6 separate regions of the Mus musculus genome follow, and regions 1, 2, 3, 4 and 6 are each linked to region 5. The links are chromatin contacts, called in public HiChIP or PLAC-seq and promoter capture Hi-C maps. All regions are on one chromosome and are shown on one strand. Each heading gives the region's core, a stretch centred on a gene start, on an enhancer-like site or on the middle of the called end of the contact. The rest is flanking DNA. Distances are from core to core; before and after follow the strand shown.

Region 1 (4,753 bases), core at 1,961-4,460, 540 kb after region 5:
TAGGGACCCAGGAATGCGGCTACGTCGGGATCCAGGCAGGGCTTGCCGTCCAGTACCAGTACTGGCACTGCTACCCGGCGCGGTGCTAACGGGTGGCCGGCCAGTTCCAGAGTCTGGTCCTGGCGCTGACTCTTGGACTTGTAGCGCCGGTTTTGGAACCAGATCTTGACCTGCGTGGACGTGAGCTGCAGCGCGCTGGCCAAGTGCTCACGCTCGGGCGCAGTCAGGTATCGCTGCTGCTTGAAGCGCCGCTCCAGGGCCAGCACTTGGGCCTGGGAGAATAGCACGCGGGACTTCCGCTGTGGCCGCGTTCTGGTTGAAACCGGACCGCCTCGGCGCATGTCGCCACTCAGGTTGCCCACGCCGCGATCGGTCATTGGGTTCCTGGCTCCAAGTCGGGAGATCGTGCCCGGAGGAGTTTCTAAAGTCACATGGAAGGAACACCATCAACAGCCAGCATCAGGCTCAGGTTTTCACTAGACCGCCCTCTCTCTCCCAGGCAGCTGAGCATCCTTCTGTCCTCTTAACCCTTCTCTACCCTTTTCCGAATGCCCTATTTCTCTGATCTCTGTGGCTTTTGTACCCTCCAGAGCCTGAATAAAGTCTGGTACGCTGTGAGCCCCGGTCTACATTTCGTTTCGCAAATAGTCGACTTCGGATCAGGTATGTTTATGGTCTTCCGTTGTGTCTGGTATTCCAAGAGTGTGAGGAATCTTAAAATGTGAGCGGGCCTATCAAAATGGGGCTGGATTTCAAACACACTTCACAAACACGGATGCTCTGGACTGTGAATTAAGAACAAGGTATTTCCTGAGTGAATTAAAACCCAGGTATTTCCTGATCCCTACTCTCAGCTTGGAAATAGAGGTTCTCTTTGATTTGTGAAGTTGAGATCCACATTTTGGCTTAAAAAAAAAAGTCTCTTCCTCCTCTAGGGTCCCTTTGGCAAGTGGGTAGTTTTTTCCCCAGCCAGGCTGTGACTATGTCCAAGTCCGCCTAGGTGCAACCTCTTCTCCCTTGCTGTCCTTTTCTTGCCTTAAGATCCCCTTGGTCTCCACGGATGGTGGAGAGACACGCACAAGAGAGAAATCCCGGGACACACAAGGGAACGAAGAGAGTGCAAGACAGGCAGAAAGACCTCAAGAGGTCCCGCTAGCTCCCGGTTGGGATCTTGACTCTCAACCCCAGCCCTGCGCACAACCTCTAGGGAAAATGACTGTTTAAAAAGTTTGAGAGAAAATATTTTTCTCCCGGAGGCATATGTGCTTAAAGAAATGGGGGTCACCAAAGAGTAGGGGAAAGAGAGGGTTTGTTTTATTTTTTAAAGATACAAACGAGACTGACCTCCAGCAATACTGTAGAGCAAGCAAGACACTCCAATTGAAAGCCCCCACCCCCCAATTAAGCAAAGGCAGTAAGCACAACCCCTTTAAGTTCCTCTTCAGCCAGATCTACATATCTAGCCCCAGGCTAGTAATAGGTTCCAAGCCCCCATCAGAACAAGAGCCCCCACACAGGTAAATCCAAAAGCAAAACCGATAATAGAAACTTTAACTGTGGGATCTCCAAAATTATGAAATTTATCTCAAACAGATCATTCAAGTGGAATACTGAAAATAAACTCAGTTTATTAATGAGAGCCCTGGGTTCGATAGAACATAGCTTCCGTAGGACAGAGGGGACTGAATAAGGAGTGTCATCTGGCTTCCTTGAATTTCATTTTTACACAACAAAAATTGATTCTTTACTTTCTCTCACAACAATGGACACATTAAAGGTTAAATCACAAAACCCAAACCCAGTAGACAAACAGATAAAAAGGTGTTAGCACCCTATGCCCTCTTAGAACAATTAGAGAGCCCTGAGCCCTGCTTTGAGGAAAGGGCAGATTCAGATGGGAAGGCAGGTCCCTTGTCTTTTTGGTGAAGTTTATCAGATGACCCATTTCCCTGACCAAAAGCCCTCAGCCAGGCTGGGGTGGGACCTGGGTGGCTGTCACAGTGGTAGAGGACAGGTCGCCATGAGTTTCCAGTTAAAGGACCTCTGGGTGGGCTGGGGCTGGAGCAGTTGGGAGAGAAACAACCTTTTCTAGCAAAGCTAAAAGCAACTCTAAGTTAACAGACCCATGCCCAGGGAACTGAATATTTAGTGTCCACTACAAAAAAACCATACATTTCTTTTTGAACGGAAGAAAATTTAATGTTCTCTTTTGGGGGGCCAGTGATAAACAGCCTCACGTCAGAGGATAACCCCGAAGATTACCTATTACTAGGCTAGACTGTGGCCTTGATTATCTGTGGTCTGGCTTGGTAGGGTAGGCTGGTTGTGCCAAACTATTTCCTTCCCCACCTCAGTCTGGTGGGAATACTCAGAAGGGCCCGGAGGCTGGGTGAGAAGACAGTCCATTTCTTTCTTTCCAGTAGCAGGCCTTCCCTGCCTATAAACACCACCTGGATTATTATAGAAGTAGCCAGATTACAAATTCCTTGTTTGCCCCTTCTCTTTCCACAAGCTAAGGATGGGTCCCTGGACTGCTTGCCCATGCATTTTTGGACCAAGATCCACGATTCTGAGGGGGTCATCTCCAACTAAGGTTCCCTATTCTTAAGCACCCCCAGGTTCACTCGGAAAGCAACACACACACACACACACACACACACACACACACACACACACACACACGCGCGCGCGCGCGCGCATGTCCAGATAAATCAACATGCTCCAGGATGGTTCATCCAGGAAGGTTCAGGTTAGTCAGGTAAGGGCAGTGGTGATGAGGTAGGGGGAGGGGAGCTCTCATAACCTGGCTCCATCCCCTCTTTGTGGTTATTAGAGGGGCGACTGTGGGAAGAAACATCCCAAAATTCAAGGACTAGAAACAGAGAGGTTGCCCTTTGAACTCCTAAAATGAGGGGCGGTAGGATGGGACCCCAAAATATGCACTTTCTCCCTCATTGACGACCCACTCCCTCAATAACACCTGTAGGAAAGAGCGCTTACTTACGTGGCTCCCCCACAGGATTCGAGCCCATCTCCAGGACTGTCTCCCAGGTGCACCGAAAAGGGACTGCTTGTGCCCTGTCGCTGCTCTCAAACCATCCGGATTCCTGGTTCATTCTTAGGTACCGAGGCTTTACTGGGTTCCTATGCAACTCCCATTGTGACAGGGTCTTGGAATCCTTCTGTTGGCACTCCAGCCTGAGAATGTCAGCTACCGAGAAAGGGGTGGAGGCCACAGGACTCGACAGCATCTCGTAGCCGAGGGGCGGAGCTGGCAAGTTCTGGACCACAGCCAGGTGTCGCACCCCCAACTTCCTCTTCTGTAGTGGCAGTCCTAATCGATTCTGGGATGCACACTAGGTCCTGGACCGCGCCTTCCCTTGACTGGGGCACCAGGACCGGGTGATAAGATCGCTGTCCTCCATTGGTTCCCACAGAAACCACGTGCTAACCCTGAGCCTTCTTACCCAAAAACTGGTAATTTGGGCCGTTCTGTTGGTCCTCAGTCCCTCCACATCCTTTTGGGAGGTTTGGTTCCTACTGAGATTTCTCAACAGTGTACAACAGAGAGCTCCCGAGGGGTCCGGTCTGAGGGGAGCCTGCTAGAACCTGCTACCTGGATTACCTGGATGGCACTTGTGGGGCTATTTTAGGGCAAGCAACCCATCTGTTTTTCCCAGTTAACCCCTTCGAGGAAAAGGAAAATCTGAGGATAGAAAGCTGGGGAGTCCCCAAGATATGACAAGCCCGTGGTTCTCAACTGGTGTAAAGCTGGGTTTCTTCTCGGGATACTAATGACCAATACAGCCTGAGGAGCAATTCTTTTTGAGTCCAGCAGCGCCAGGGTCTTGTCACTTGACAGGGAAGGCAAATTGAGTTGGGGGAGCTCTGGTCATCTTTAAGTATTTCTGGATTGGTTGGGAAACAAGGTAAGCTCTTGCCCCAGAAGAGTAGAGATAAGTTCATTTCATCTCTTCCCCGGGATTCTTCCCCTTTCTCTTGCCTTAAAGCCTGTACAAGCGTGTGTAAGTGGGGAATTTTACCCAGTCTTAAATCTTCAGAACTGGGACACAGCTTGGGCATAGTATAAGGTGTCTCCATGGTGTGCGAATGGTTAGGAACACGGAGAGTGTGAGCAGATATGATCGTGCAGAGACAAAGGACGAACATCTCGTTTTCAGGAGGGTAGAAGTGTCCACTGGAGGGATAATAAGTAAAACAACGTGTAAACAAGAATTCTCCGCTGCTGGAGCTCATGCGAAGGAGATCAACAAACCGGGTTTTGGTGTTACATTCCCAAAACAGGATGGGAAGATTTTTTTTTTTTAAGATCGCTTAAAAGAGAAAAAACTCACTATGAGATTTAAGGGATTTTCAGATAAAATGTTTTTTAAATCTTCTCACGAAAATTTACAGTTACACAAGAGACCTAGATGTTATTTCCTGAACTCTCCATGAAAGGAACTCACCCACCCCTTTCCAGTCAGAAAACACAAAAACTTAAGAAATTTATTTCTTGGAAAGGGGCTGCAAACATGGAAGTGGAGATCAGTGGACCACTTGAGGGTGTTAGTGCATCCTAGGAATCCCGTTCAAGCATCTTTAGTCTCTGAACCCTCTCCCAGGTCTAGATAGCACACAATTTTGAAAACTTCCACTCAGAAATAACTTTCTTGTTTAGTTTTACATGTGCTTAAATTTACATATATATTCATTAGTTTTTCGGAGTATGATTCAAAGTAAGAATTAAAAT
Region 2 (4,922 bases), core at 10-2,509, 580 kb before region 5:
ATATTTCATTATCATTGCTAAAATAAAAAAAAAAAGCAAAGTACTTTTTGCCTGGCCAAGTCCTGTCCTCAGTGAGAAAGAGGCTTCTAATTAAGGAGCAATAATGACCAATTTTTAACCTAAAAATAAGCCAGATTGTGAAACTTGACTATGGGATTGCAAGTCCCCATCACTGCAAAAATAAAACAAAATAAAAAACATATGAGGAGGGGATGAGGAAAATGGCTCAGTGAAACACAAGCATGGGGTTCTGTTTGAGTCCCTGCATTCAAATAGAACCTGGGTACAACCTCAGCGTTTGTAACTTCAGTGCTATGGGGGAAAGGGGACAGGCAGAGGGACAGGTGAGAGAATTTGCTGGCCTTCCAGTCTAGCAGGCATGTCAGCTTCAAGTTTAATGGGACCCTGTCTATTAAATTTAAGGTAGGAGCACTAGAGGATGGCCTCGACCTCTGGCCTCCATATGTGCTCGTATGGGCCAGCTCACCAGCACACACAAATACAAACACTTCATGCATGCACACACACCTACTCCACACCACACATACATGACACGCGCACACACACTCACACACGGTAGGGAGGCAGGTGCGGTGTCACTGTGTGTCACTATTCCACAGTGGAATAGATGCGTCCAAGTAGGCAGGTGACAATATAAGGGGAAATCGGTTAGAAGTCAATTCCCTTTCTCAAGGAAGCCTGGGCTAGCGTCCCAGAAGACAGTGAGTGACTGCTGTCTCATGTATATAGAAAGGGAGACACCGCTTCTCAGAAACGGGGTTCTCCCAGGAGCTGAACTGGAGTAGGATGGCCACGGAGGTACTTAGGCTGCTAGATACAAGCTGTATGCAACAAACATGAAGTTGACAGGGGTTTCAAAGTTTGGGGGTTGGTGAATGGGAGAGGGTAACCTGAGAAACAGGGTAGAATGGTTAATTTCTTATGGAGACAAAGTGGGTGGAGGACCCCAGTGATAACGGAGAGAGCGTTCATGAGATAGGGGCTCTCTCTGATGAGAGGGACACAGACTCAGTGGCAGCCACCAAGAATCAGGACACCTGCCTGGTCCCAAGGTCGCAGCTGCTTCCGAGGTCCCAGCGGCTGGTTTGAGAAGCTACAGGTCAGGGTTGGGCGTCCAGAGCATCTGCCCCACGCGAGGCGGACGGCGGTCAGCAGTGAATCCGGAGCTGAGACCCGAGATCCGCGCGTGCGCAGAGCGCGGCTGCGGCCCTCGAGGCCGCCGGGAAGTTGTGAGCGCGGAGGCGCGCACGCGGGGCCCCAGCCGCGCGCAGCCGCGGTCTCCCTAGTTGTGTCCCTCAGCCGCGGTCGCCGTAGCTCTCGACGCGGTCGTCCCCGCCGAGCCGCGGGCGCCGCCGCAGGGAGGGAGCGGCGCTGCGGCCGCCGCCGTCCGAGGACGCCCCGTATTCCGGGGCCCGGCACGGTGGCTGCCCGCTCGCCGAGCGCAGCCCGCCTAGGAGGAAGGCGGCGGCTTGCGTCCAGCGGGCCGCCGGAGCCGGGAGGAGACCATGTCCGTGAGGCGCCCTCAGTTCTCCACGACCGAGCGCGTCATCAAAGGTGCCGAGCGCGCCGCGGGGAACGGCCCTCGCCGGGCGACGGCTCGGGGACTCGAGGAGCGGGGATGGAGGCAGCGGCGGGAGGCGCTGCAGGGCGCGGGGAGGACCGGGCTGCTGTCCGCCGGCGTCCCCGGTGACTGCTGGACGGGTACCTAGCGGGAGGTGGATAGAGCGACCGCGCCCGCCATCCACTCCCGAAGCATCCAGGCGGTTTCTCCTGATTCCCCACTTTTTGGTCTTTCATCTGGGGACACCGTCTGGGTTGTGTGAGCAGGGAGTTCTCTTGACTCACCCAAGTCATGCCTTTCCTTAGGCTCAGCTCTTTTTTGACAGCTCCTTACCAAACCCTTTAAAAAATTATTTTTGAGGGGTGTGGTGGGTATACTGTGCACGTTTGGCTCACTTTCTCTACATATCCCAAGTCATTGCTTTTATTAAAAGAAACAAGATGATAGTGACACAGTCTTCTTAAAAGGGCTTACAAGTTTTGGCTATAAGGACTTGGTGAATAATAATCTCCCAGATGTCTCTCATTATATCTGATATTCAGTTATTCTAAGGAAACACGAAAGTGTTTCTAAATCTTCTGAGTTTATGATATAGTTTCTGCCCTTTACCCAAAAGGACCTGTCTAACATAACCACTGATTCACATGCTTCTATTGTCCGACTTCTAAGACCCCTCCATAATAATAGTTGGTTTGAAAGCACTGTTTTCTAAGAAGGTGCTATGCTTAGACCAGTTATTTCTGAGTGAGGTGGTTTTCACCATAGTGGGAAAAAACTAAAAATTATTTCCCCGTTTCATTTTGATATTAGGAGACAGGAAACTAAGATTAGTAATGATAATTTTTTTTTTAAATAAGGGGGAGCCTATTGAGTGCTCAGAGAGAGAAGGATAGTATTGGTGTCATAAATGTTAGTTATCTGCCTTGGCAGACAGTACTTTTGAGACTTATTTCCTCAGAATTTGGAATCATTAGGGATTGAAGTCAATTGTTCATAGAATGGACTTAGTCCTTTAACAGCTAGAGTGCCATGACGGTCTTCGTGGAAGGCTTTATAGCATTTAAGCCATGAGGAAGATCTGAGCCTCTTAATACACAGGAATCACTTCTACAACCTTCCCTGGTGAAGCAAGGTCATGGTGGACATTAACTTCTGAACTGTCCCGGGTAGCACGGGCCCATGCAAACCAACTGCGCAAGGGCAAGGGTGTTGGCGGGTTCCTCCCACGTTAAAATGATTTCTCGCCACTCTACCATTGTAGTGTTTCGTCCTTCTTTTTCTTCCCATATTTTTCTCTTATCAAAATATGCCTATTTCTCAGCTGAAGTAGACAGGGGAACCACTTAAACCTGAATCCCCGAGTCAAGCCAGGATAAATGAGGTCTGCGCGAGGCTTAAGCGGCGCTCTCCTCAGACCGGCAAGAATCTCAGAGTCTAATCTCCTTTTGTACCAGCTTATTTTCACCAGATTGCATCAAGGACATTGTAAAATGACCGTGTCTTACACTTAAAACGGAAGTGAAATGAAAGGCACTTGAAGTACAGGTGTGTTTACAGCTGAGCGGAAAACCATCTATAGAGTCTGTATGATTGGATACCAACTTGTTCTTTAACAGAATTACATATTAACACATGCTGTGTAGGAAAGGACCGAGTGTCGCTCTGTGTGTGAGTGACTGAGCAGAGTTTTATTCTGTGTCCAGCCAGGCAAATTCGTGGTTATTTCCCACTGCAGACTCTGCAGTGGTACACACCCATTTTAAGGCTTGGAGGGCGGGGAGGGGGAGGGGCGCTCTCTCTATAGTCCTGGATACCCTGGAGCTTCAAAGATCAGGCTGAACCCACAGAGCTCCTGCTACCTCTCCCTCCTGAGAGCTGGAATTAAAGGTGCATGCCACCACAGCTCACCTTTTTGTCTTTTTAAATAAGATTTATTTTATGTATTTGAGTATCGTGCCTGCATGTACATATGTGCACCATGTACATGCCTGTAGCTCTCAGAGGCCAAAAGAGGAGTTTGGATCCTCAGGAACTGGAGTTCCAGGCTGTTGTAAGCTGTCACGTGGGTGCTGGCAACAGGGCCTGAGTCCTCTACAACAGAAGCAAGTGCTGCTCGCCAGCCCCAAGCCTAAATCACATTCATAAAAGGATTCCAGATACTTGCAATGTGTGAAGTCATCTCACATATAAAAACTTTAGCATAAGCACTTGACTTCAGCAGTGTTGGATTCTGTGTAACATTTTTCTTGGGTTTCTCAGAGTTTGAAATAGTTTTAAGTCTCTTACCAAAGTGGGGTGTGAGGCCAAGCAAGGTGGTAAATGCCAGCAGTCTCAGGACTGGAGAGGTGGAGGCAGGAGGATCAAGAGTTCAAGTTCCTCTCAGCCCAAACTGAGTTCAAGGCCAGTCTGGCAGCTCACGGTCCTGATTTTTTTTTTTGTTTTGTTTTGTTTTGTTTTGTTTTTTTTGTTTTTGTTTTTGTTTTTTCGAGACAGGGTTTCTCTGTGTAGCCCTGGCTGTCCTGGAACTCACTCTGTAGACCAGGCTGGCCTCGAACTCAGAAATCCGCCTGCCTGCCTCTTCCTCCTGAGTGCTGGGATCAAAGGCGTGCGCCACCATGCCCGGCTTGGTCCTGATTTTTAAAGAGAAAAAGAAAAAGAAAAAAAAAAAAAAAAAAAAGGAAAAGGAAAGCAGAGCAGAGCATGGCAGGCAGGACTGAGCAGGAAAGGCCCACTGTCTTGGGCTCCAAGCCCCGAGCTGATGCTCTCTTGTGATCTGTGTTCATTCACAGCTGCAAAGCTTCACCAGAAGTGATGCCACACCTCTTATTTTTGGTCGTGTTATTTCCTGTTCACTTTAATGCCTGCCTAATTGTTTTGTGTGAGCAAATCTTGGAGAAGAGTGAGTGGGTGGGCGTGATTGCATTTTAAATGTCCTTTGAATGCAGCTTTCTGAAACCAAAGGAGGTAGAAACCCTGCTTTACTCCTGCTTCTGGGCCTTATTTGAGGAGTTGCCTTTGTGTATGTATTAGTGGCTTTGTTGTTGTTATTGTTGTTTGGTTAGTACCTAAAATAAAGGGTTTCATTGTATTTTTATCCTTTGGTTGTGAGCCTTGGCCTTTAAGAGAAGAGCTCTCTCTCCAGCCCAGCTTGCCATTATAATATTGTTTGTTTGTTTGTTTGTTTGTCTGTTTGAAACAGGGTCTCACTGTGTAGACATGGATGGCCTAGAACTCACTATGCCGATCAGGCTGACCTCTGCCTCCCAGGGCTTCAACCAAAGACATTCAACACCACACTTATTACTTTGCTTTTTTATTGACACTTTTTCTGATTAATAAT
Region 3 (4,879 bases), core at 464-2,963, 640 kb before region 5:
ACCGACCTTTCCTGACAGTCCATTCCGCTTTGGAGTCTTAAGTGGGTGACATAATGTCTGAAAAACACTGTAACTTTAACCAAGGCAAATATTCAGCATTATTATAGAGTTGCAGGGGCCCGGGAGGCAATTCTGCAAGAGCTATCATTACCTCAAAATTACTCAGAAAGTAAATGAGAGGACCATCACAGGGTCTCCCTCTTACTCATTGGAGTACTGTAATTACAGAGTAAAGATAATTGAATTTCAGAAAAACAGAGTGGCCAGAAGAGTCTGAGTGGCCTCAGTAGTTTTATATCTTTTAAACTTAAGACCTTGCATACACTAGGCAAAGCATTCACTATTAATTTACAGAAAGGGTCTCAGGTAGTTCAGGCATGGTCTCAAATTCATTAAGGGGCCCAAGGCTGACTTTGAACTTGTGATACTTGTCCCCACTTCTCCAGTGCTGAATTACAGGTGAGCATTACCAGAACCGGTTGCTGGCCTCGAACTCATGGCTTTGGTGCGGTCTAAGCATACACTGAACCAAAAATCCCCCTTTTACCTTTTGAGAAAGGAGCTCACTAAATTGCCCCAGCTGGCCTTGAACTTGAGATCCTTCTGGCTCTAGAGTAGCTGAGATTATAGGTGTGCACCACCAGGATTGGCTATTACCTCACCAACCCCCAGCCCCACACTCTGGTGCTCTAGCCAGCCCGCAAGAGCAAGCTGCCATTGAGCTGAGTTCTTCCTGCCACCTGTTCTAGGGACATGGAGTTCTACTCCTATCACTTCCTTTTTGAGGGAACTTTCCCCAGCACTTAGATGCCATCTCTCTATTGAACAAATCTAGAGATACCACAGCCAGCTGGACACACTCCCTGTGCTAGAACAGAAACCCCCGCCATTCACTGGTTCCAGTGCCACTTGAGGTTCTTCCATGGGGCCCTCCCTGCCCCAGGTGACAGTTGGTTAAGCGATAGAGGAAATAATCCTAATATCCAGCTGAATAGAACAATAAGAGTTTAGTGGGTGGTTTATTTTTCTCAAGAAATTTGCATATACAAGGCTCAGTATCCAACACAATAGGCCCTTCCTACAGCGGAAGAGACTCCCTCCCAGGACAAACAAAACCTAAGGCTTGACCTCGCTCCTTAGGAATCTGATTAACTGTGAGAAAGAGGTGCGAAACTCTGAAAAAAAATGAATATGATCTTTTATTTGGATCGTTACAAGTTATTTTAATTCTTTTGGTTGGCTGGGGTAGGCAAAAAAAAAAAAAAAAAAAGCAGTTTATGAAGCGCTCCATCCTGCTTACAGAATATTTTAGAATTGGAGAAAACAGAAAAGTCTCTTAGATTCATCAACAGTGTTAAAACCACAAATGTCTACCAAGAGAGGGGCACTCTCCCTCAGGAGCGACAGGATGGAAGGTCACGCTGTGAGTTTCCCACAAAAGGGGCTAGGAAGGACAGATGGGAGGTTTCCAGAGAATAGCGGAGCCTGCAGGGCCTCCGTGAGTCAAGGATGGAATTCATCAAGGAAGGGTGGATGAAGCTAGAGAGAGCTAGGATGCGAGCCGGGGATGCACAACGCTGGAGGACCAGGTTGGCCAGGGTAACGACGCTGTTAGCTGGCGGTCCCACGTGGCAGGCCCGGGGGAGCGGGGCGGGGCAGCAGGCGGGGGCGGGCCCAGCGGTGACGCGCAGGGTATATGGCCGGGCATGCGCATGCGGCGGGGGCCGGACGTAGAGAGGGGGCGCGTGGCTGTTGGCGGGGACGCACCCACTCAGTAGCTGTGTCGCCCGCTGCCTTGGGGGGGGGGCCCTGGATAGTGAGGCTGCGTGGGCCCGACTGCCGGCTGGAGGACTTCAGGTGAGGACGGACCGGGCGCAGGCAGGATGGGAAGTCGGGCGCCTCCGGGTTAGGGGGGACACCGGGTGGGGGTTGGAGACACCGGCACGCCGAGGACCCAGAGTCTTTTCGGGAGGCCGCGCACTCCCTGAGCCCAGTCCTGGTAGCACCTGATTGCCGTGCCACGGTGGCGAGGAGAAGGAGGTCACTGCGCTGTCCCTTCAGCTGCAGGGCCCGGGATGTGTGAACCAGAGAAGGACGCCGGGGAGGTCGATAGCTGCTCAGAAAGGCTGAGATGAGCTTTCTAGAGCCCCAGGACACAGAGCGCAGAGGAAGCGGAGTAGATGGGTAGATCAGATGCTCTGCGGTGGCGGCTGCTCGGGGGCTCTGGTGTCTGGATCTTGCATCCCAGGAACCTATGTGTCCTTCTCCCTGCCCCACGCCAGACCACCCTCCGGCTGGAGAGTGATGCCCGATTCTTCTGGTTGGCTTGGGCAGGAGTGGATAACCGCAAGGGTGGCACCGCGCTGAATTCTCCCCTGACTAACGGCAGCGATGCCTCTTGGGCTCACTTAGGTTGGGACTGACCAAATTAGGTGGTCTGGTTACCGGCTGCTCCCTCTTAGAGTTTTAAAGCTATAGCTAAAGTAGCCATCAGACTCACCTTGTGATCCTGAGGTAGATTCTAAGCCGGAAAATTGCCTCTCTGGGTTGTGGGTTCAGCTTTAAGAATCTTCTGTCACCCCGGGGCCTAGATTCTAAGCTGATCTGTAGTCTAAATAGTTACATGGCTTGTGCGTTCAAGAGAACTCTCAGTTTGGTTTGGTGAGGGGTGGAGTGCTTTCCTGTGGCCTAAATGGAAGGATAGAGGCAGGAGCACTTTGGCAGGCCCCTCTTCGTGAAGTAACCTGGCTTTGGAATTGTAGCATTAGCTCTTTTTAGCCCCTGGTCATTGGGATAGATATATTTGCTGGAGGTGCTGATTTTAGGGGACGATAGAAACTGGCTCCGGAGTGACTATCTGGTCACTATTCTGGTTCAGGTTAGTACTGAGACCAGCCTGAATTGTCTATCCAAAAGATGTACAATTCCGTACTCCTTACCTATTAAAACAAATCTTCAACACTGAGGGGTTCCAACGTGCCTCCTTGGCCAAACAGCCAGAAACATGTCCAGAATCACAACTTCTGACAACTAGAATTAAAAGCCATCTAGTCCCCTTTCTATTGGTGACTTAGTTGAGCTCTTTGCTAGTGGTTCAAAGTCAGGAGGCCGTGTATGGGTCCTCTTTGTGTGACTGTTTTATCATTGTGACTAGAGACACTGAACTGACCCAGGATATGGGTTCTTCCAGAAGGACCCTGGCAGAACACTTCTTGCTGCTACACCTGGCATTCTGTGGTTCACCTGGACAGTGCAGAGGCAGAAACAGGGATTAAAGAACCCAGAAGCTGGCTAAGCAACCAACCGACTTGAGAAGTGGCAGAGCCTATGTAACTGGCCTTGCATGTAGACAAGAGGAGAGTTAGAGGCTCCTGGAGATCTATCCCGAGCTCTTTTCCAAACCCAGGGTTGATGCAAAAGGCCCAGGTCCCACGTACAGTGTTTGGTTTGTGCCCCTCAATGGCCACTGTGGTGGGTGCAGGCAGAAGGCTTACTCTGCCTTTCAGGCAGACAGTGGCAAGTGGGGAATTAAGTAGCAACACAAGAGTCTCCTTGCTGGTTGGAGTAGTTTAGAGAAGGGAGCTTGTTTGAGGTAAGGCACAGTGGCAGAGTACTCAGGGCTTTGGAGCTAGATGTCCAAACCCCAGCCCCATCACACTCCAATAGCCAGTCTGTTCTCACTGACTGGTGGAACGTTGTGGTCATGTCTGGAATGTGGCTGACGCCTCAGTAGTGCCACCATTTTTGTGGGTTAGACTGAGAGGTTTTGAGTCCCGGCTGCTCAAGTAGGCTGGATTGTAAGGACGGTGGAAACCTAGACATAAGGTAGATTGTCTCCTCCTTAGCAGGGTATAAAGTGTCCCTTGTCCTCCTGGGAGACTCCTTTTCTGTGGCTGACCAGGGGAAAAGCGCACAGACTCATTGGGCAATCTTAGAGAAGATGGGCGTTTTCCTACGGGAGTTCTACTGGAGGTTCTTCTTTCTTCTGAGACTGCTCCTCCTCAAGGCTTAGTGATGGCCAGGAAGGACCCCATGTCCTCTCCATCCCCCACCCCCACCCCTGTTTGTGTAGGATACACAATCACAGGATGGGTCCTGGTTTCAAAGACTTCTTACCTCCTTCCTCTTTTCTTCCCTGCACCCCACATGTGCTCTTCCCCGACGCCTCACAACCCTACCAGATGTATTCTCTCTATTCCATTTAATGCCAAAAGAAAGTAACACCTGCCATTTGACAGAACCACAGGCTGCCTTGTTGTCTGGAGTGGCTTTTACAATGAAAGATCCTGGACTCAGAGAGGTTAATTGATGTCCTCGAGTCACATTGCTTACTAATGACAGATTTTTTGGGGGGGAATACCAGAGAATTGCCCCCCTCCCCACACCCCTTTGGTGAATTTACTGAGAGTCCTGTCTTTTTCTTGGCACACTGGGAAAGGGGGCCAGTCACTGCTCAGCACCGCTGGAGTAGTTTGGGGAAAGCTCTTTCATTTTCCTGCAGGCTCTGGAGGAAAGAGAGGTTCAGAAAGAGCAGGGAAGGAGAAAAGGTTCATGCTACCCCCACCCCCCCCCTACACACACACCTTGGAGTTTAGGGCCTTCTCTGACTTCCAGGCTGGCGGCTGTCAGAATGCCAGGAGATAAGAAGTCCAGAGTCTGCTAACTCAGGACTGATGCCAGCCAGGGCCTCATGCTTGCCCATCACAAGGACTCCAAACCCCAACTGCCGTGGAGCCTCCAGAGAGGGCCCTTGGTTCATCCAGACCAGCTGGGAAAGCAGAGCCCCCTACTGGACCTCCCAGAAGGCCTGGCAGGTATGGCATTCACCTGTCAGAAAAGCCCCTTGCGCCTAACCATGGCAACCAGAGCTCTGCGTTCC
Region 4 (5,008 bases), core at 442-2,941, 520 kb after region 5:
CCCTGGGAACCCCCAACAGTTTGCATCTGTACATTTCTTGCTTCCGACTCCTTGACATCAGCCACTGTGGCTTTTTCCCAGAGACCCCCAGGGAAGACAGTTTCTGATATATGCAGTTATCAGCAGAACTGTTGCTACCAGAAAGATGGATGCCAGCTGCCCAGACAGTACAGGTAGGGGTAGTAGGGATAGCTAGTATACACGGAGACCAAGGAGGTACTGGGCAGGCTGTCATCTTTCAGGGCTGGCAAAGACAATGGTGAGTTCTTCTCCAAGACTCCCAGGTCTTCCGACAGCTGCTTTCGCTTGGTCTTATAGCGTCTGTTCTGGAACCATATTTTGACTTGGGTTTCGGTGAGTTTGAGGTTCTTGGCCAGGTGAGCCCTCTCAGGGGCAGACAGGTACTTCTGATGGCTGAACTTCCTCTCCAACTCAATCACCTGAGTGTGAGAGAAGGCGGCCCGGGAGCGCTTCTGTGGCTGCTTGGTGACCTGGGGGGCACTTGCTAAGTCCCCTGGATTATGTTCACAGTCCAAAAGATAAGTCTCAAAATGTGCATCTGGAGAAGAACAGAAGGAGAGAGGAAAAGTTACATGTTAGCTCAGAATTCAAACCACCTTTTTGTTTTCTGCTAGTGAACAAAAAGCCCACTGTCATCTGGATACTTTCACTTTGTTTGCAAGACTAAGAAACTACCCTGAAGAAGTGAGCAGGCTTTTTTTATACTATGTATTTGTTTCTAATAATCAGTGTGAACTACATTCAGGTCTTAGCGGTTTACAGTTGATCTTTCTGCCTTGTTGTTTTACATCAGTGAAATGTGGATCCTGGATGTGTGTTGCAAAGAGAGGTGGGTAAGGTGCCAACAGGGAAGACGGAGGCATCGTAGGGACATTGAAGTGGGTGACTGAGATTTGTGGAGATGAGCCAGGTGGCCTGGGATGGTAACCAGTTCATCTCCTGCCCTAGTCCTCTTCCTGTAACTGTGGCTTAGTCACCAGCATGAAAAGTGGTTGGGGCCGGAGGATAAAATTGGACGCGATTCTATTTCTAAAGACTTAAAAGAACATCCATAATTTTATGGCTCGTGGAATGGAGACGAAGGGAACTTAAGAGTGGGCTTGATTTATGAATATTAATGGTTATCGTTAGTTCTAGTAGCCAGTGGTAAATGTCTGCAGCCGCTGGAAAAGAGTCAAGTCGATGGCAAAGTTATTAGTTGCTCTCAGGGTTGATGCTCAAGGTGGCTCGGTGGGGCGGACAGCGAGGTCCTTTCTGTGGCCATGCCCCCACCCCCAACCTCAGGATTCCTGCATCCAGAGCTCGGGGCCATTAGCCCAAGAGCGGTCCTTTCCTGTGCATGGTGCTCGCTTGGTCTACTCCGCTTACCAGACTCGGGTTCAGTCGGTGTCTCCGCGGGGCTATGCCGGATACTTGGTGGGTCCTCCGGAGCCACGCCGCGACCCCCTGCTTTGTCGGGCTCTGGAGCGGAGTCCCTCCTAGGGTCCGGCGAGTGCTGCGGATTGCCTGAGTGTCCCCCGTGCCGCTCCGCGCGGTCCCGCAGGATGTCCTGGATGAGGAAGGAGGTGAGCCGCTTGGACTGCGTGGGTGGCGCTGCCCAAGGACTGCGGCCACCCGCCTCCACCCGTGGCTCTCGGGGCTCCGCTACCCTAAGCATCCCTCCTCCGCTGCGCGCCGCTTTTGCTATCACCGGGCCGCGCGCACTTATAGCCATGCTGAGCGCCGCGCCGCCTGCCCATTGGCCGCGGGGACACGGCTGCTCCCCGATTGGCTGCCGCGGGCTCCAGGTGACCCTCAAGGGGCGAGTCCTGGGCGGATTAGGCTCCAGAGCCCTTCCCTGATGAGCCCTTAACCTTTCCTGGTTTCCCTCTCAAGCCCTTTGCCAGAGAAGCCACAAACGCCAAATTCTTACTGGAATCAGAACTGAGCAGGCAGGTCGCTTCCACCTACCCTAATTGTGTTCAGATAGTAAGAGAGACTGATAACAAAGCCAGATCTACCGAGTCTAAGTTGATCCTAGGTCTGACAATCATGCTCATTATGGTCCCACGCTGGACTCCCAGCTGGACACATCTAGACAACCAGCAGAAGTCTATTAGGGAAGGTCCAAGTAGTATGACAGTGTCTCGTTTACTGAGTTGACCAGGTAGTGTAACACCAGGAAAGAGTATTCTTAAGAAATAAACACTCGCTGGGCAGTGGTGGCGCATGCCTTTAATCCCAGCACTTGGGAGGCAGAGGCAGGTGGATTTCTGAGTCAGCCTGGTCTACAGAGTGAGTTCCAGGACAGCCAGGGCTACACAGAGAAACCCTGTTGAAAGAACGAAAGAAAGAGAGAGAGAGAGAGAGAGAGAGAGAGAGAGAGAGAGAGAGAGAGAGAGAGAGAAGGAAAGAAAGAAAGAAAAGATAAATAAACACTCAAGCTGTGTGTGGGTGACATTTCTTTAATCCCAGTGAAGAGGGGCAGAAGTAGGTGGATTTCTGTGAGTTTGAGGCCAGCCTGGTCTATATAGGGATTTCTTGGACAGCCAGGTCTACATAATGAGGCCCGGTCTTAAACTAACTAACTAACTAACTAACTAACTAACTAACAACTAAACAACTGACAGCACACATGCACAAACCAAACTAATAAAAGAAATGAACACTCTAGCCCAGGCTCCCCATGTCTGTCACTTAAATATCACATGGTTCAGAACAATGCTTTGGATTGCTAAATACGATCTATCTGATCAAAGGAATGTGCTAGAATACAACATTTGGTGGAAACCGAGGAAAGCCTACGCTGATTTTTTTTTTTTAATTAATGGATGCAATTAGAGTCTGTTGTGGTCTAAGGCACCAGGACTCAACTGGAATCTGCTCTGCAGGGAACCTTGTATTTCTGGGGAGAAAGAAAGGGGGGCAGGCCCTTGAGAATACAGCAACTTCGGAGGGAAACTGGGATGGATAACCGGAAGGCCTTCAGAAAAGCTCTCTTCTGCATGTTACCTGGACTTATTTTCCTTTAAAATTTAAATATACATTTTTGATATAGTTACAGGTTCATTGGGAATTGCAAAAATAGCAACTCCAATGTCCCTCATTGTAGTATGTATGTATGTATGTATGTATGTATGTATGTATGCATATAGTGTGTGTGGGGAGTCTTCCTCCAAGGCCCACACATAAATGCCGTTCCCTGCTGAGGTAGTTTGGAGAAGTTTTGGACCTATAAGGGCTGAAGCCTAATGAGAGGTCCTCAAATTGTTGAGGACATAGAGATTGTAGCGCCCCAATTTTCCCCCCTCTCCTGGCCCTGGTGTATGGATTTTCCCACCAGCCTGTGCTCCTCTCATGTTGCACTGCACCCCCCATTAGGCCCCCTAATTTTGGACTTGAAGCTCTAGACTCATAAACTAAAGCAAACATCATTTTACTTAACCAGTCTGTGGCTGGTTCTTGGTGGGAATAACAGATTTAATGCAAGTCTCCTTTCTCTACCCAGTGGTGCAGTGGCTATGCCAGACCACGGGTGATGGGTAGTTCCTTTGGATAACTAACTTGGTCAGAGGATTAGTGAGGCTTACCTGTGGGTGTGCCTGTGAGTGTTTCCAGAGAAGGTTCACTGGGGCAGGCGGGGGCAGGCATCTGCCTTAAATGGGTAGTTTCATTTCAAGGGGGAGAAAGCAAACTGAGTACTGGTGTATCCCCATGTTTCTTGGCTGACTGAAACGACTGACTGAGACGTGACTATACGACTGACTGAGACGTGACTATACAGTCCTGTGCTCCTCTCAAGATGGCAGACTATACCCTCAAACCACCGGCCAAGGTAAACCCTTCCTTCCCTAAATTAATTCTGTTGGATATTTGGTCACAATGGTCAGGAATTAAAAAAAAAAGATAGCTGAGACAAGAGATGCAGAGTGACAGGCCTAGCCGCTCTTCTGTGTGACTGTACTGCTGTTTCCACAGGCAACGAGTGTCAGATATCTGAAACCTTATTAGCCCTGGCCATTCTCTTTATTTCAGCCACTAACATTGGTACAGTGCTATTTCAGTTTGGCTTTAGTTTTTTGAGTTTGCACTTGACTGTTAATGATGTTGATTTTGGCCGGGCACAGGTCTTCATTGATGAGACAGTCCTAGTCTCAAAATAAATCCCAGAGGGCTCAAAGATGTAGATGCAAACAGGCACACAGGAGAATTTCTTTTTAAAAAAAAATCAGGCTCGTGAAAGAAATGCAAATCAAGGGGCTTGAGGGATAGCTCAGTGGAACTAGAGCTCAATTCCCAGGATCAAGCATTACAACTGCCTGAAGTACCAGCCTCAGGGCATCTGATGCCTGACCTCTGACCTCTGCAGGCACAGATATGCAAACACACACATATTTTTAAAAGTAAATAGCATTTTTTAAAAAGAGAAGAAATGCAAATCAAAGCCACATTGAGATACTCCTTTTTTTAAATGTATTTATTTTTTATTAGATACTTTCTTTACTTAACATTTCAAATATTATCCCTTTTCTAGTTTCCCCTCCGAAAATTCCCTATCCCTCCTCCCCCTTTCCCCCTGCTCCTCAACTTACCACTCCTGCTTCCTGGCCCTGGCATTCCCCCACACTGGGGCAGAGAACCTTGGATAGTCATTTCTATGCATCAGATTGGGAAAGATTTTCTTAAGGTGCCATCCAAACAGTGAGTAACTGCTGTGGGCGGAAAATAGGCCGATTTACATATTTGGTCGGTATCTGTTTACATTAAAAATGGACATATCCTTCAACCCAGCTAGTTTGGCTTCTGCCCTGGAAACTCATAAATATACAATGTACTGACTTGGGAACCTGGTTTTGGTCACAGACTGGTTCCAGTTGCAAACTGAGCTGTAGAATCAACTGCGCGTGTAAAAGGGTGACCACAAGTGGTCCGTATCATTTGCACGCAGACATGCACATATATGTATTCAGTAGGACAGTGGTGTCTGCTCAGTGAGGTGGAGGCAGGC
Region 5 (4,355 bases), core at 1,454-3,953:
CATGGCAGGTTGCAGGGGTCTGTGAGCTCCAGCACTTTGTCCCTTCCACCTCAGGCCAAGCAGGAGCGCTCCACATGTTCCTGTGTGGCTGCAGGTTTGACACTACCTATCCACACCGCAGTTTATAGAATTTTCTGGCGTTAACTTTTTTTGTTCCCTTAAAATTGCAAAGACATTATTCCATTTTGTTCTGGCATATTAATTGTTAGAGAAATGTACAAGGCATTCAATCCCCCCTCCCTTGGCTTCTATCTAACTATATACATATATATATATATGTGTGTGTGTGTGTGTGTATATATATGTATATATACATATATAATGTTACATATGAGTTTACAACCTTAAAAATTATTTTATTTTAGCCGGGCATGGTGGCACATGCCTTTAATCCCAGCACTTGGGAGGCAGAGGTAGGCAAATTTCTGAGTTCGAGGCCAGCCTGGGCGATACAGAGAAATCCTGTCTTGAAAAACAAAACAAAACAAAACCCAAACATTATTTTATTTTTTATTACATGTATATGTGTACATGTGCACATGTGTAGTGCAGGCTCCTGTAAAGACCAGAGATCCCCTGGAGCTGGAATTACAGGTAGCTGTGAACAGCATAATGTGGGTCCTGGGACCTAATCTCAGGTCCTCTGCAAGAGTTGTATGTGCTCTTAGCCACTGAGCCATCTCTCCAATACCAAAGCAATTTTTTTTTTTTTTAGCATTATCTGCACCAGCCATTTGTTTATTATTTTCTGGAACATTGTTTTAATCTGTAGATTCATTTCTTTGTTTAAAGAAAATGTCTATTTTTCTTTTTTTAATACTTTCTTAGGTATATTAATTATCTATTTATGGATTTCTTGTGTAAGGGTCTGTATTTGTAGTGTGTGTGTGTGTGTGTGTGTGTGTGTGTGTGTGTGTGTGTGTGTGCTGTAGATGTTGGTATGCACGTTCAGGGCAAGCATGTGGCCAGGGGACAACCACAAGAGCCCATCCTCAGGCACCTTCTAGTTTATGATCTGTTTTGAGTCTCTCATTGGCCTGGCACTTTGCCACTTGGGCCAACTGACCAGTGAGCTTTCAGATCAATAACCATCTAAAAAATTGACAGTATCTTAATATGTATTATTTTTAAATTCATAGTGGGCATATTATAACCCCACTCTAAGTTGAGGAATATGTGCAATTTTTGATTAACTTCTTTTTCTTTTCTTTTTTTCTTTCTTTTCTTTTTTCTCTTTCTTTTTGGTTTTGTGAGACAGAGCTACTCTGTGTAGCCCTGGCTGTCCTGGAACTCACTCTGTAGACCAGGCTGGCCTCGAATTCAGAAATCCGCCTGCCTCTGCCTCCCAAATGCTGGGACTAAAGGCGTGTGCCACCACTGCCCAGCTAACTTGTTTTTCTTTCTGTTTCCTCCCTCCCCCCCACCCTGTTTCTTTCTTTGTTTTTGTTGTAAGAGCTTCCACTGTATGTTTTGTGAGCCTTCTGTTCGGTGCTTTCAGTCTTGGAACTTCTATATCTTCGTGGTGATCTGACCCTTTTACCATGGTATACAATTCCTTGGTGTCACATGGTTAGGTCCTGGAACTTTTCCTGCCTTCTTTCCTGACCCCCACTCCAGCAGGAGCCAAGGAGCTGAGTGCAACCCCGTGTAGCTTGGATCAGTCCTTAATCTTTCAATCATGCCTCCTATTTGGGGTAAAATTTTAGAAGACGCCAGCTTCTCTCACTGAGCTCACCTAGCCTTATTGTGTTTTCTGCTTCTGTGCCGGACTTCTGATCACCGTGTCAATACTCGAAAGGTGTTGAGTCTTAGTCATAGCATATCTATAAGCATTGGTTTGGCAAGCACACTAGATCTAGGTTTTGATACTCAACTCTAGTCAGCGTATTAGTGGCTACTGGACCTAGTGGCCCACTTTGGCCCAACTTGGGTCTCTGTGTGACAAGAGACCTTTGCAGGTCTCTCACTGAGATGATATAGGGGACAGATTCTGGATACAGTGTTTAGAAACGTTTACAGAGGTGTAGGATTGTCTTGTCTGCTTGTATATATATGCACCATCTGTTTGCTCAAGGAGTTCAGAAAAGGCTGTTGGATCCCTTGGAATTGGTGTTACTGATGGTTCTAAGCCACCCTGTGGGTGCTGGGATCTGAGCTTAGGTTGCCTCAGGAGCAATATTATTAACAGCCCAGTCAATTTTTCAGCCCCATAAAAAAAGATTTATTTACTTGTTTGTATGTGCACCAAGTTTGTGTCCGAGTGCTGATGTTACTGGGACCTGAAACCAGAGAGAGGTTCCCCTTCTTAATTCCTAAATCATCTCCCCAGCTCCAGCCTCCCGCTCTTACCTCTTTCTTCCTCCATTAGGTACCAGGTCAAAGGAACCTAAAATTAGAAATATATAATGTCATCACTATTTAGCATCTAGTAGCTGTTCCCTCGTGTTGGCAGAACTCAATTGGTTCTAGAAGATAAAAGTACTATCTGACTTTGGAATCAGAGCCACTTTTGACTTGTGTAACTCTAGACAAGTCATATCACCTTTTTGGGTCTCTATTTTCCCAAGAGAATAATTGCTTAGTTGCTTCTTTGAGGGAAGCCCTATGCGTTTGGGTTAGAGCAGCTCTGGCCCTGCCCCAGCTCTTTACAAGAACACGCCCCTCTGCGGCACGTGCAATATCTCCTCCCGGCCTCACGATGGCGCTAATTCCGCTGGGAAGAAGGGGACGCTCAGGCTCTTGGGGACCCTGAGCGCGGCGGCAACTTTCCGAGCTGCCGCGGTGAGTGTTGAGGGTGTTGGGTGTTTCCTCCTGGGATCGCGAAAGGGAAGGACGACTGCGTGTTGTGGGACGGTTTCAGTGGGCTGCGCCCCAGAACTGAAAAGCCCGGGTAACACGCGGCGAGACGAGGCGGTGCTGGGAGCAGGGAATCCAGCCTGGCTCTGGACGTGAGCGCACTCGGCTCCACACTCACGCGCCTCCCATCCCGCTCCACAGTGGCCAGGGCTGCGAAAGTCTCCAAAGTCCTTGCTGCAGGGACACTTAGGGCTGTGGGCGGCCTCTGGGCCCATATTCTGATCCCGGCCTTGGCCACCGCTCCTACAGGCTCTGCCATCTGTCACCCTGGCCCTTCTCTGCTTGGACGGTGTCTTCCTCTCCTCGGCCGAAAATGACTTTGTCCACCGGGTCCAAGAGGAGCTCGATCGTTTCCTGCTGCAGAAGCAGCTATCCAAGTACGGGGAACGAGGGAGTGGCTTTTAATGCCAGGATAGGCATGGTTTGCCCCTCTCCCAGGTTCTGTGCCCAGGTAACTGGCTGGTCCACCAGAAAGGCCCTGCCTTTAGCCTCTGCCAACTTGCCCAGCCACACCTTTCCTTTGTATCGCAGCATCACCCCACTCAGGCAGAAGTGCTCACTTTCTTCTAGATGATGGGAACTGTAGCTCCCTTTGATGATCTACTTTGCAATTAGGCAGGGACCTGCTTGGGCACAGTGAGCCTGGTGTTAAAGCCACCATAAACCTGGGAGCGGCCTGGGTGGGAATTGGGTGTGGGGTGAACCCGCGGTCTCAAGCTTATTATTTCCATTTGGTTCCTTTGCAGGGTCCTACTTTTTCCCCCAGTCTCCAGCCGCCTGCGGTACCTGATCCATCGAACGGCGGAGAATTTTGATCTTTTGAGCAGCTTCTCTGTTGGGGAGGGCTGGAAGAGGAGGACAGTCATTTGTCACCTGGACATCAGGTGAGTTTGTCCTACTGCTTTGGAGGGTTCTCAGCAGCTGTGTGTGTGTGTGTGTGAGTGTGTGTGTGTGTGTGTGATGATTGGACTAGCTGGCTAGCCAAGGAGGGTAGAGTTTGGTAGGAGCCAGGGCCACAGTCACAGTTGCCTTTTGCTTCATCAGGGATGCAACTGACTTGGCTGTTCAGCTGTTCGTGTTGGGCCAAAGAAAATATAGTGCACACAAGCAGTTGGGCTAGTAAGGGTGGGTCTACACCCCTGTCGTCTTTGTGAGCGCGTTCTCCAGAGAGACCTTGGTACAGGGCATGAACGTGTTGGCCTATAGCCATCCTTATTGCCATGTGCATCTCATAGGATGGATATCTTATTACTGTGACTCTGGTTCTAATAACAGCTCCTAAATGCAATTATTATCCTTGTTTATCGTGAAACCCAAGATTCAGCACCCACTGATTTGATTGTAGTAGTCACCGGGGAGCTCCTTTGGGTGTGTCAGGGATGGCACTTGCCTTTGCCACTGTGCCTTTGTAAGAGATTGTTTTTAGGGTCATTTTGGTTGTGACTTTTGCTTAATGCTGACTTGTCAGTGTCATGCCTGAATGATAGGTGGCCCCAGTA
Region 6 (4,980 bases), core at 2,149-4,648, 740 kb before region 5:
AGAGGAGTGGGGATCTATCAGGCCCTTCCTCTATTTCTATTCCCCCCCCCCCGACCCCATCCCTGTTTGCTCCAGCCCTGCTCCAGGTATATTTATTTCATATATGTGGGTACACTGTCACTGTCTTCAGACACAGCAGAAGATGGCTTCAGGTGCCCATTACAGATGGCTATGAGCCACCATGTGGTTGTTGGGAATTGAACTCAGGACCTCTGGAAGAGCAGTCAATGGTCTTAACTGCTGAGCCATCTCTCCAGCCCCCTCTATTTTTATTCTTACATTTTTAGTAGTCATACATCTTAGCACAGTATTTTTTATTTATTTATTGTTTTTCTGAGACAGGGTTTCTTTGTGTAGCCCTGGCTGTCCTGAACTCTTTCTGTAGACCAGGCTGGGAGATTCACCTGCCTCTGCCTCCCAAGTGGTGGCATTAAAGGAGTGCACCACTACCACCCTGAGGGCTGGGATAAAAGGCATGTGTCACCACGGACTGACTAACTCAGTACTTTTTTTTTTTTTTTTAGACAGGGTTTCTCTGTATAGCCCTGGCTGTCCTGAAACTCACTTTGTAGACCAGGCTGGCCTCAAACTCAGTAATCCGCCTGCTTCTGCCTCCCAAGTGCTGGGATTAAAGGTGTGCACCACCACACCTGGCTTAACTCAGTACTTTTTAAAAGGGGGATTTATTTGTTCTGAATTCTACATGCACAAATGGTTTTTGCCTGCATGTGTGCCTGTGCATTGTGAGCTTGCCTGGTGCCCTTGGGGGCTGAAAGAGGGCACCAAATCCCCTGACACTGGAATTATAGACAGCTGAGAGCCACAACATGCGAGCTGGGAATAAGGGCAGCAAGTCTCTTACCCACTTGGGCATCTTCAGTCCTCTAGCATAAGCACTTCTTGAAAACAATTTAGTAGCGTTGATAATGAACCACAAAATACTCTTCGAAAATAGTCTAGCCACTGCGGAAGCCGGTTTGTTGTTCTTGTTTCCAAGATTAATCATACAGTCATACCTACCAACAGGTGCACTCATTCCAGAGACGTGGACATTTGTATTGACACAAAGAGCTGCACATTTATCCACAGCAACTTTATTCACAATAGACACAAACTAAGCAACCCAGATGTCTTTCAAAGGATGACTAAATAAATCATAGAAATGCAGTAGGAAAAGGAATAAACTAATGATATGTACCACTTGGATAATAGCCACAAAATTATAGGGATAAAAGAGTAGCCACAAGGGCTGGAGAGATAAGAGCACTGACTGCTCTTCCAAAGGTCCTGGGTTCAAATCCCATCAACCACATGGTGACTTACAACCATCTGTAATGGGATCTGATGCCCTCTTCTGGTGTGTCTGAAGAAAGCTATAGTGTATTCGTCATATACATGAAATAAATAAAATCTAAAATAAATAAACAAATAAAAAGTAGCCACAGAAGCTGGGCACGAGGGCACATTCCCTCAATCCTAGCACTGCCAAGGCAGATACTTTCCTGAGTGTTTGAAGTCAAGTCTTGTCTCTACAGTGAGTTTCAGGTCAACTAGAGGTTTATAACAAGATGACTCCGTCTCTTCAAAAACAATCCAAGTCATATACCGTATGACTCCATCTTTAGAATACTTTTGAAATAACAACATTTTAGAAATGGAGAACAGATTAGTGTGGGGAGGAGTGGGAGGAAGAGAAGGCTCAGCAGTAAGGGAGGCTGGCTGTATCTGAAAGGGCGGCTTCAGGGATTCCTGTCATGCTGAAATGTCTTGTACCATGACTGCAAAAATGTCAATATTCTGGTTTTGATATAAGTGCTAGATCTTACTATTGTGGAAAACAAAGTAAACAGAATTTGGGCTCTGCTGAATCATTATCATCATCATCACCATCAGTGTCTCACTTTGTAGTCCAAGCTGGTGTAAACTCAGAGACCTGCCTGCTTTTTCCTCCCAAGTACTGGGTTTACAGGCATGCACCAACATGCCTGGCTTGTCACATAATTTCCCCCCCCCCCTTTTTTTTTTTTAAATAACTGCATATGTATGACATCAAAATGAAGTTTACTTATTTACTATTTTCATTTTATTTATTTATTTTGGTTTTTCGAGACAGGGTTTCTCTGTGTAGCCCTGGCTGTCCTGGAACTCATTCTGTAGACCAGGCTGGCCTCAAACTCAGAAATCCACCTGCCTCTGCCTCCCAAGTGCTGGGATTAAAGGCGTGTGCCACCACTGCCCAGCAAAGTATACTTTTAATATGTACATTTTCTGAAACTCTTTCCTAGGGATATAATCTACAAGAAAGCAAAAAAGTTGGATGTATCAAATGTACACTAGCTATTTCTAACAACATACCTATTTAAAGTAAGTGCCCCATTAAGGAAACAAGTTACGATATATACATATAAATATGCACATATATATCCTCCCATTGGTCATTTGTCTCCGACAAAGAATACACTATTGTGTGGCACAATATTACAGTACATCAAAAATATTTTAATGCTAGCAGCCTATGGAATTCCAGCAGAAATAGGTTCCTTCCCTAGAATTACATAACCTTTTTATTTGTATTGGGGTCGCTGTAGTGTAACATTAAATGACTCCCCCCCCCCCAGATTAGATTGCAACCACACATTACAATAAAAAAATTTTTCAGCTGGGATTGGTGGTGTACATCTGTAATCCCTACAACTGAGGGATGAGTGAAGAGACTGGACTGCTGCAAATTCGAGGCCAGCCTGGTCTACTTAAGTTCCAGACTAGATAGGGTTACAGAGCAGGGTTGTCTTAAAAATACCCACACCTCCCAACCAAAAATCAAAAAACAAAAACCCTTCCAGTTGAAGAGCAAACTTCAGTTCCAAAGGCTTCCCAGATTTGACTAAGCAGTCATGGGCCCAGGTAGATGAGAAGAGCTATTGGCTGCTCTGTCCAAACTGCGTTAAGGGTGACACCCCAAGACCCCAGGGACCGGCAAGGGAAGGCGCACGCGAGCAAAGGGTCGAGCCCGAAGGTGCAATGACCACGCCAAGGTCAACGCAGGGAGGCTGCAGCCAGCCACGGCCTGAGGGCTCTAAGCTCCCTATGTCCGGAGCCCCATCCCGAGCGGCGACCCCACTGCTCCCAGAGGCTGCGCAGTGTGGACTCCACATACAGCAGGTAGGCGACCTTGGAGCCCCTCCACCTCCGACCCCGAGGACCGCACCTCTACTCCCTGCCAGGGGCCGAGACACGCCCCCACGAGTCACACCCCGGCACAGCTTACAGTCCACCTCCCACATCCTTTTTCGCCCTCTCAACCCAGCTTTTCCCGACTCCGGGAAGAACCGGGAAGAGAAGGCGGAGGGCGGCGAGGCACCGTCGGATAAATACTATGGTCAGGTCACGCCCCCTTGATGTCACTTCCGCCCCAGGGTAAGATGGCAGCGCCCGGTCCTTGCCACGCAGACTTCCGCCTTGCCCGGAGACCCGCGGCCCGTGGTTGCTCTAGTCGGAGGTGAGGTTGTGATACTCGGCGCAGAGCCTCCACGCAGGTGCGTCACGAAGTCCCCAGGGAAAGGGCAGGTGACGGAGTCCAAAGCTAGGGGTGGGGCGCTCCGGGAAGCCTCGCCACGTGGGACGGGGAGGAGCTGAGCTGCAGCGAGAGCGACGCACGGGCGGGGGGCGGGAGGCCACGTGGGTGCGGTTCCGCCCAGGGTCCTCGCGTCCAGCCCTTGGAGTCACTTTGTTGCCTACTTTCTTCTAGGAACCATGTCGGAAGGAAACGCGGCGGGCGAGCCCAGCAATCCTGGAGGGCCGCGACCCCTTCTCTCTGGGGGCCGGGGGCTGATCGGCCGGCGGCCCGCACCCCCGCTTACGCCCGGTCGCCTTCCCTCCATCCGCTCCCGGGACCTCACCCTTGGCGGAGTCAAGAAGGTACCTGCGAGCGCGTTTGTATAGAAACCCACCCAGGCCGTAGGGAGGCGACTCGTGATGTTCATTCATGTGCTGCCTTGGGCCCCTGGTGGGATGTCAGCCTTTAGAGAGACCTGCAAACCTAGGTGCTGGTACAGGACACTGACAGGGTCTCCTAGGCAATTAAAAGACAGTGAATCTAGTTGATTCAAGACATCCGGAAGTGCTTATTATGTTCTGGGCTCCTTACAAAATCCCTTGAAAGCCAGACAAAATTGCTTTACTTGCAATTTCGAGTGTTCATAACTCTGTGGATGTCAGTATTGAAAACTAATAATCTAGTAAGTGATGAATCTTAGGCATGCCGGTAACTGCTCTTTGTCCCCTCCTGTTATGTGTGTAACAGTAGATGTAACTGTACCGAGTAGCTCTGAAAAGGAATAGCAAACACAGGATAAAGCATTTTAGCTTTGCCTTGGGGGCTACTGGTGATAGTCTACCTGTCTCTCTAAGCCATCCCAGGACTGTTGGTCAGTTGAGCACATCGAAAATACAGTACTGTGTTTTACTTTTCAGAAAACCTTCACCCCAAATATCATCAGTCGGAAGATCAAAGAAGAGTAAGTAATGAATGAACAGTACTCACCCCGGTTAGCTCTGAATTTGGGGACGTAATTAGGTTGTGTGGCCTAGAGATTTTAACTTACGCTATTAGCTTATTCACCAGTGGTTCTCATCCTTCAATCCTGGGTTATATAGGGGCATGTTTCTTTTTGAGACAGTGCCTCGCTACATGGCCTTGCATGTCCTGGAACTCACTTATGTAGGTTGCTGGCCTAGAACTCCCAGAGATGTGCTTGCCTCTCAGACCTGTGTCCTGAGTGCTGGGATTAAGATGTACACCTCCACGCTTAGCTCCAGGGCACTTTGCATTAGAGGGTCTTTTTGGTTTTTGTTTTGTTTTGTTTTTTTTCTGTAATAAATAGCTGAGATAATTGGCTTACAGAGAGGGACATTTTGTTTTGGAGATTTTAGTCCACGATCAATCAGGTGGTTCTTGCTTTTGGGTTCATGGTATGGCAA

Evidence for each region. Promoter capture Hi-C pulls out the DNA fragments that hold promoters and counts their contacts. HiChIP or PLAC-seq counts read pairs in DNA pulled down with a chosen protein or histone mark. Capture Hi-C pulls out chosen DNA fragments and counts their contacts.
Region 1: an H3K4me3 HiChIP or PLAC-seq map of embryonic stem cells shows a contact between it and region 5, with 4 times the contacts expected there. The contact joins the promoter of 1700092C10Rik here to the promoter of R3hcc1 in region 5. A contact is called at or near these places in 13 of 39 promoter capture datasets (the 3T3-L1 cell line, 3T3-L1-derived adipocytes, the C10 cell line and 8 more), 1 of 484 Hi-C or Micro-C datasets (the G1E-ER4 cell line), 8 of 115 datasets of contacts at active chromatin or transcription factors (cardiomyocytes, embryonic forebrain, embryonic hindbrain and 4 more) and 1 of 9 other capture datasets (embryonic stem cells).
Region 2: a promoter capture Hi-C map of adipose tissue shows a contact between it and region 5. The contact joins the promoter of Ppp3cc here to the promoter of R3hcc1 in region 5. A contact is called at or near these places in 2 of 39 promoter capture datasets (cranial neural crest and liver) and 2 of 9 other capture datasets (adipose tissue and liver).
Region 3: a contact with region 5 is called in a promoter capture Hi-C map of liver, with 3 times the contacts expected there. The contact joins the promoter of Slc39a14 here to the promoter of R3hcc1 in region 5. A contact is called at or near these places in 1 of 39 promoter capture datasets (cranial neural crest), 1 of 15 datasets of contacts at CTCF or cohesin (large pre-B cells), 2 of 115 datasets of contacts at active chromatin or transcription factors (embryonic limb bud and pancreatic cancer cells) and 1 of 9 other capture datasets (liver).
Region 4: a promoter capture Hi-C map of 3T3-L1-derived adipocytes shows a contact between it and region 5, with 4 times the contacts expected there. The contact joins the promoter of Nkx3-1 here to the promoter of R3hcc1 in region 5. A contact is called at or near these places in 15 of 39 promoter capture datasets (the 3T3-L1 cell line, 3T3-L1-derived adipocytes, the C10 cell line and 7 more) and 1 of 115 datasets of contacts at active chromatin or transcription factors (pro-B cells).
Region 6: a contact with region 5 is called in a promoter capture Hi-C map of liver. The contact joins the promoter of Polr3d here to the promoter of R3hcc1 in region 5. A contact is called at or near these places in 3 of 39 promoter capture datasets (cranial neural crest, liver and pre-B cells), 1 of 115 datasets of contacts at active chromatin or transcription factors (extraembryonic endoderm stem cells) and 1 of 9 other capture datasets (liver).

What each region holds. Positions count from the first base shown.
Region 1 is chr14:69,170,300-69,175,052 of GRCm38.p6, reverse strand. 1700092C10Rik (RIKEN cDNA 1700092C10 gene) reads left to right here and starts at 3,210. Exons shown (of 3, transcript NR_045931.1): 1 at 3,210-3,477. Nkx2-6 (NK2 homeobox 6) reads right to left here and starts at 3,251. Exons shown (of 2, transcript NM_010920.2): 1 at 3,005-3,251; 2 at 1-421. The coding sequence starts at 3,251.
Region 2 is chr14:70,285,834-70,290,755 of GRCm38.p6, reverse strand. It overlaps Ppp3cc (protein phosphatase 3, catalytic subunit, gamma isoform), which reads left to right and starts at 1,259. Exons shown (of 14, transcript NM_008915.3): 1 at 1,259-1,575. The coding sequence starts at 1,527.
Region 3 is chr14:70,348,258-70,353,136 of GRCm38.p6, reverse strand. Slc39a14 (solute carrier family 39 (zinc transporter), member 14) reads left to right here and starts at 1,713. Exons shown (of 10, transcript NM_144808.4): 1 at 1,713-1,857.
Region 4 is chr14:69,187,375-69,192,382 of GRCm38.p6, reverse strand. It overlaps Nkx3-1 (NK3 homeobox 1), which reads right to left and starts at 1,691. Exons shown (of 2, transcript NM_010921.3): 1 at 1,390-1,691; 2 at 1-559. The coding sequence starts at 1,678. The coding sequence ends at 135.
Region 5 is chr14:69,705,932-69,710,286 of GRCm38.p6, reverse strand. R3hcc1 (R3H domain and coiled-coil containing 1) reads left to right here and starts at 2,703. Exons shown (of 8, transcript NM_001146012.2): 1 at 2,703-2,781; 2 at 3,106-3,233; 3 at 3,603-3,740. The coding sequence starts at 3,124.
Region 6 is chr14:70,441,889-70,446,868 of GRCm38.p6, reverse strand. Polr3d (polymerase (RNA) III (DNA directed) polypeptide D) reads left to right here and starts at 3,398. Exons shown (of 9, transcript NM_025945.3): 1 at 3,398-3,536; 2 at 3,749-3,918; 3 at 4,474-4,517. The coding sequence starts at 3,754. It overlaps Mir320 (microRNA 320), which reads right to left and starts at 3,359; the gene lies at 3,278-3,359.